Linked DNA regions of Zea mays: region 1 is linked to region 2. Evidence: chromatin contacts called from public Hi-C data. All regions are on one chromosome and are shown on one strand. The core of a region is the stretch at or near the end of the contact, and the rest is flanking DNA. Distances in the headings are between cores, read along the strand shown. Region 1 holds the start of LOC100217070. Region 2 holds the start of LOC100282509.

Region 1 (3,340 bases), core at 545-3,044, 530 kb after region 2:
TCCGGGAAGTCGGTCAGCAGGTCGAAGTCAGTGTACAGCATGGGGAAGTCGTTGGGTGGAGAAGAGGTATCTATATAAGATTATCCGCAGCCATTTTCTCTAAATTTTCCCCTATATTATTTTTGTGTTACATCATCAACATTTCATCATCTGCGTTTTTATCTTCCGCAATGATCCCCTATATTTTCCCTTATACTCACTATAACCATAAAATATCATTTATTATACTTACTTTTCATGTACTAAATTTTTCATCTACTGATAATTACTCGTGGACCTAGTGCTGCAACTTGGGCCGTGCCGGCCGAGCCCGTCGTGCTTCGGGCCTCAGTTAGTCGGGCCTAGCAAGCACGAAATAGAATCAGGTCGTACTTTATCGGGCCTAGTGAGTAAAAATAAGGCACAGCACGGCACTAAAACACGACGGGCTTCCGTCGGGCTGTGCTGGCCCAGGCACGGCACGTATCGGCCTCTGCATCTCGGTCGCTGTCGGGCTGCTGCGTCTTCGGCCTTCCCCTCCTTTTTCTCTACAGCCAGCCACATGCACGCAAGGAAATTCAAATGGGCTGCCACGCCGCAGGCTTTTGCATGCCCCCCGCCCCCGCGCGTGGAAATTCAAATGGGCTAAGACACAAAAGATCCTGTTTTAGAGACAGAAAAGTTTGGGCCGCGCGTGGAAATCGGCCTTTTGCATCCTCCCTGTAGCACGCCGCTGCTGAGACAGAGCGCAAGAGGGATAGAGCGCAGTGCCGGGCTGGCCAATAAAAATCGTGTCGGGCTGGCCCGAGCACGGCCCACGAAGGCGTGCCAGGCTACTTGGGCCGTCGGGCCACCAGCTGAAGCACGGCCCGGCCCGTCTAACGTGCCGTGCTAGCCCGGTTTTTTCTAATTCGTGCTGGGCCGGGCTACGTGCCTTATATTTCGTGCCGGGCTCGTGCTGGCCTAGTAAGCACGGCCCAAACTTGCAGGACTACGTGGACCCACTGCTACAGGAATGAACAGTGCTAGGGTGTGAATAGTGAAACACTATATCCAGAGGGAGAAAGAAGGGGGCGGCTCGTAGGGGCCCTGCAGGGGTAGCGCTGCGGGCGTGAAGCGCCCCTTGCAGGCGCCATGCAAGGGGAGAGGGCTGGTGCAGCCAGCCTAAGCTACTTTCGCAGGCGGCGGACAGTGGTGAGCGGGCAGGCGAAGATTGGATTTGGACTTGGAGTTTCCAGTTTCACTTGTGTTGTGTGGAGGCTGGACTGGAGCTTTGGAGGCCTATCAGGCTTGACAGTTTTGGGCCTGACGGGGTGACGACCGACGGATGACCGGGTTATATCCGAGTTAAATTCGAAAATATCCCGACTGAATATGGGATCTTGACAATCTGAACGAAAAAGTACTTCCATTAATATCCCGCTCCCGCATACTTCCAACCCGGAATCCATCTAGAATCTGTATTTTTCCGAAAATTTAAACATGAACGTGTTAAATATAGAAAATAGGTCGAGTCAGAATTTTTTACGTCCGTTTTTATCCCTCTAGATGGCAGGGGACCTCGGGTGGAATGGGCCTCAAACAGTCAAACTGATCGGTGTTGATAAATGTAACTTTGCGGCGAATTAAAAAGAACATATAACTAATTAAACTCTCGTCATAACGGGGGTGTAGCTCATATGGTAGAGCGCTCGCTTCGCATGCGAGAGGCACGGGGTTCGATTCCCCGCACCTCCATTTTTATTTTTTATTCCTCGGCACACCCTAAATATTAATCATGGTCCCACCTGGCAGTAGACTCGATTGGCCCCTGCGCCTCGCGGTAGCGTGCGGCTGTGCCGTCGACCCGTCGTCTCCTTTCTCCTCCACTCCTCGTCGCAGGCGGCATAACGGAGCGCACGCACGCACGCAATGGCCATGGCCGCCCCGCCACCCACGGCTCTCTGCGCCCGCCGCTTCCGGCCCCACCACTTCGCATACTCCTCCCCCGCCACGCTCCGCCTACCCACGGCCTCCTCCTCCTCACAGCTCCGGCGCCGCCGCCGGCTAGCCGTCTCCCCGCGCGCGGACGCGGCGACCGGGACGGGGGATGTGGAGGCGCTCAGGGCCGGGGTGTCCGTGTACAAGCCGCGGTCCTACGACGTGCTCGTCACCGACGCGGCTCGCTCCCTCGCCTGCGCCATCGACGACGGCAAGACCCGGCTCGAGATCGAATTCCCGTGAGCTAACCTCGCTCCCCCGCGCTACCTTCGCTTGCTGCCACCGTTCCTGCACTATCTTCTCATTCTCAGTTTCCTTGTTGGTTCATGCCATGCCGACGGCTCCTGCTTCCCTACCGTGGCGATATAACATACCATATCAAAAAGGCCTCTGCCAAGCAGCATCTCTTCTTACAAGGTATATCTATCTACTCATCGCTTTATGTCCGTGCATCGCTTTATCTTTTATTTTTCTTTTTTTCGAGAAAAGGTTTCCACCGTTTTATTTATTGACCCTAAAGCGTTCAAGACAGCGATTACAGCAGAAGTTTTTTTTTTTTTTTTTTGCAAACTCATTAGCCCTCTCCTCCAGGCCAATAGACAGCAGACCACTCCTATCATAGTTGATTTTCATGCCTGTCACATGTTTATAGCACACTAACAGCCACTTTAAATTCTTAGCTTTTCCAATACCATCTTCTAGAAGCAGACCACTTTAAATCTTAAAGATACAATTGATAAGACTGATAGGTCTAAACTTCTCAAGGTCTGGCATCTTGTTCTTTAGGGATCAAAGTTATCATTGCATAATTCAGTCTATCCAAGTTCAGGTCATCAGTAGGTCACCCTCTTCAAATTTTCTAACAAGGTTGATTACATCCCCTTTAATCTGCTCCCCAAAAGCTTGGTAAAAAAGGAATGCATCACTCTATCTACACACTACTCTTTTTCTTTAATTTAATTACTTATATGGTATCGTGACATAAATAAACATGAAAGGAAGAAGGCCAATGGCTATCACTTAATCATTAGTTCATTACTGTATTGGGGGGGAGGGTTATATGCCACTGCTCTATTCTCTGTCTATCTCAGCTGCTCTGTTTCGATCTGATCATCCTGCCGGACTCCTGCAGGGCTCCTCAGATGAGTTCATCGATGCCAACATCCAGCTTGCTCTCGTTGTTGCTAGGAAGCTCAAAGAGCTCAAGGGGACTAGGTCTTGTATAGTAAGTTCAAGCTTCACACGCTATCCTCCCTGATGCAGACACGCTCTGGGCATGCAAAACCGTGCTCATTTGCTTTCTTCTAGTTGATTTCAGGTGTTTCCTGATCAACCTGAAAAACGTAGGGCATCAGAGTTGTTCAAGACAGCTATAGACACG
Region 2 (3,384 bases), core at 562-3,061:
GTAGAAAGATTAGTAAGAAGGATAGGCTGTATGAGGAAGATACCTTCAGATCCTTGATATTCTCCCGCAACTTCTCATTTGATTCCTTAAGCTTTTCTGCCTCACCTCTAAGTTGTGCCACCATACGGGCTGCATCACTCAATATATTTGCTTTATCTAACTTTGCTTCCTTACCAGGATTCATAATTGAACTTAATTCCAGGAACCTGCAATTCAAAATAACAGAAGAAAACTAAGATATGTGCAAGTAAGTGCATTCACCATTCCTTTCTTGAGCAATGGTTTCAGAGGTATCATATAATATTACCTGTCATTCAGCTTGTCCCTCCTCATTTTTTCACGGCAAGCTTTGGATGTTGGGCCAGATGAACATGGTTCATCTCTACCCCTGCACAGAACAAAGTATTTATATTATTATAGAGCAAAACATAAGGAACTGCCATGTACAAGTTGAATGCTATGTTCATAGTGTTGTGATTCCATTGGCAAGCATAAGAAAATGAAACACACCAGATCACATGGGAATTGAAATTTGATGCAAGATAATTTGACAGCAATATGCTATACAGCCACTATTATCTGATTGCATTTGCACACTTAAATGCCATACAATCTTGATGGCATTTTAGAACCTTTAAAGCCTAATGTTTCCTGCTTGGGGCTTGAACCCCATGAAAAGGAAGAACAGGATGCCCAAATAGACACACACACACACAGTGGACATGAACTTGACACAATTCAGCTACATGCATGTACTTGACAATCAGAATGAAGAGTAAGGACAAGACACAATACCTTTTCCCCAAATTAGATTGCTCAAATCCACAAGCATCTCCATGGATACCCTCAATCCCAAGTCTGCTACAATTGCAAAGTAAGTACCAAATTCCACACCAGGAAATACATACAGAGGAAATGAAAGTGCAGAGTAGCTGCTCAAGCATCTAATAAACTATTGTGCTGCTAGCATTTCAGTCAAAAGATAAGAAGAAAACGCCTAAGGGATCATGATAATGCAAACCAAGTAGCACTGCAGATTGCTGATTAATCTAAGTCGCATAATCGCATGACCATAGGTTAGGCTACAGAATGGCAGACTGAAAACTGGCAGATACACACAAGCCTTCCTCCTTTCCCTTGGACAGAAAAAAAAAAGAAAGATATATGCGCATGCTGTTTCGGTTAGCACATAGTTTTTAGAATCTACACCAGCCAAATCAAGCAACCAGTCTACCACCGCCCACAAAATTAAAACAAAACAAAACAAAAAAGGAATCCGCAGCGACAACGACCCTCGGGAGTATAAAACCCCATGCACCGGTCCGTAAGCCTAAACGCAGTCCACATGTAAGTATATACTAGGACGAGAAAGGGGTGCTCCGGTCGGCATCGCCGTACCCTCCGTCGTCGCAGAAGACGGCGACGAGATCTCCGTCGTCGCCGGCGCCGGCGCCGCCGAGGAGGAAGTCCTCCACGGGGTCTCGGCCTCCAGCGCAGTCCATCATCGTCGCAGTCGCCGCGGCGACCGGTCGGAGCAAGGCTAGGCTAGGGTTCCTTCCTCGGGGGCGGGCGGATGAGCGAGACGAGAGGTCGAGAACGAACCGGGCCGTCCGGTCGCGCGCTTTGCAGAGTGCCCCCTGGACGCTGCCCTGGCTGTTGTTAGCAAGGTCCTCGCCAGTCGTCACACCGAGGCGCGGGGGAGGGGCCCCCCAGTTTGGAATTTCGGGAGACGTGAGGGGGCTTGATGCGATTACGTTGGTGGACTGATGAGTGATGAGATATGGCCATGCGAAGAAGAATGGCCCGGCTGGCCCTCACAGTCACAGCAAGCGCGTGGAGTGACTTGACAGTGATGGGCCGTAGTGGACGAAGTATATATATGGGCGTGTTCGGCTGGCTGCAAGCCGACACTGTTGCAGCTGTTTGGACTGCTGCAGCTGCAATCCATAGAGAGAAAAATACTGTAGAACCCGCAGCCGCAGCCGGATTGCAGCCGCAGCAAGCCGCAGCGAACAAGCTGTATATTTTTTATGGTGGGCTTACTCCTACAAAACGGATCCGGTTCCCTTCACCAACCAACTTGGCCGGGCTGTTTTCCAGAGCCCAATATCTTCTGTTTGTGTTGTTTCGGGCTGTCACTCGTTGCAGCAAAACGATGTCATCAGGTGTGAGTGTGACCGTGACATGCAAACCAACTGATGCCTTTGTTCTCCCACCAACTCTTTTTTTTCTTTTTCTTTATCTTTACGAGAGAACAAATGCCTTGAGGAGTTGACACAAGCGGGGAGAAAGCAGGAGCTGACATTTCCTCACACTGATCAGATCACACACTCCCACTGAATTTTCCTCCAGACACTCCCATCGAGTTTTTTTTTTCTCCTTAGATCTTCAGCTTACAAGAAACGCAACTCTCCCGGTCAGAGGGCGGCAGTTGGGCCCAGCCCAAGTCTGCGTAGGGACATGATTATTCGGCTAGCAAAAAGGAGAGCAACTTCCTAGCTCTGGCAAACAGGGAGACAACAGATGGAAGCAGGATGCTGCTCCATTCACCCCTCAAGAAAAATTTGCAATCGGTCCAAGTGCTGCCTGCAGATTCCCTCCATCTGCATGCCTCTGCTTTATACCCGCTACCTCTCTCTCTCTCTCTCTCTCTCTCTCTCTCTCTCATACACACACACGGCAAAGCAAAATGTTCCATGGATGGATGGGATGGAATTGATGGACGGATTCCCAGACCAAGAGTGCAACAAGGGAAGGGAAGGGACTGCAAATCAAACACCTGGAGATGTGCCGGGCAAATCTGCCAGTTGCTGGGCATCATTACTCACTAAGCTAGATGCGTGATCCACTACCGCCACCCTAATTGCGTCTCATCAACTCAACGATAAATAAAAAAGGATTACCCGCTTTCTGTCTGAATTAATTAGAAAAGGGCCCAGCTCAGGACTAATGGAGAGATAGAGATGATTGTCTGATCTTCTTGACTAGTGCTTCCCCCTTTTCCGCAAACAATGTTTTTGGCTGCACTATGATTATCTTCAACACTTTACACATTCTCGTACTCATATTAAAATTACACTCTGCAAACAGTGCAGTCTATAATACAAAACACCATCTAAGTTTGTGAAGTTATTGTTGTACAGTACAAGTCTGCCCTAGGGGAAATAACAAATGGGTACGATAAAAGATAGACAAGTTTTATCATTATCATTAAAAAGAACATACAAGAGAAGAATTATATCTTAGATGTTACAAGATGCATGAATTACAGAGAAGGCAACCGAGAAAATCTCAGCAAAATCTAGGGGCCTTGCCTTTCGGCATACACAGGCATGGACATGACACAGGAGATTGTGTGAAGTGACCAAGAAGATCTGCAGCTTC

The links. A called contact is a pair of places that touch in the nucleus more often than the background predicts.
Region 1: a contact with region 2 is called in a Hi-C map of ear, with 4 times the contacts expected there. The contact joins the promoter of LOC100217070 here to the promoter of LOC100282509 in region 2. A contact is called at or near these places in 2 of 25 Hi-C or Micro-C datasets (ear and tassel).

Annotation. Positions count from the first base shown.
Region 1 is chr5:71,978,488-71,981,827 of Zm-B73-REFERENCE-NAM-5.0, forward strand. It overlaps LOC100217070, which reads left to right and starts at 1,795. Exons shown (of 12, transcript NM_001365860.1): 1 at 1,795-2,198; 2 at 2,346-2,376; 3 at 3,092-3,184; 4 at 3,278-3,340. The coding sequence starts at 1,891. TRNAA-CGC (transfer RNA alanine (anticodon CGC)) reads left to right here and starts at 1,644; the gene lies at 1,644-1,716. It overlaps LOC103626527 (a long non-coding RNA gene), which reads right to left and starts at 39. Exons shown (of 3, transcript XR_002261962.2): 1 at 1-39.
Region 2 is chr5:71,443,589-71,446,972 of Zm-B73-REFERENCE-NAM-5.0, forward strand. LOC100282509 reads right to left here and starts at 1,812. Exons shown (of 5, transcript NM_001156600.2): 1 at 1,399-1,812; 2 at 796-858; 3 at 308-388; 4 at 44-206. The coding sequence starts at 1,505.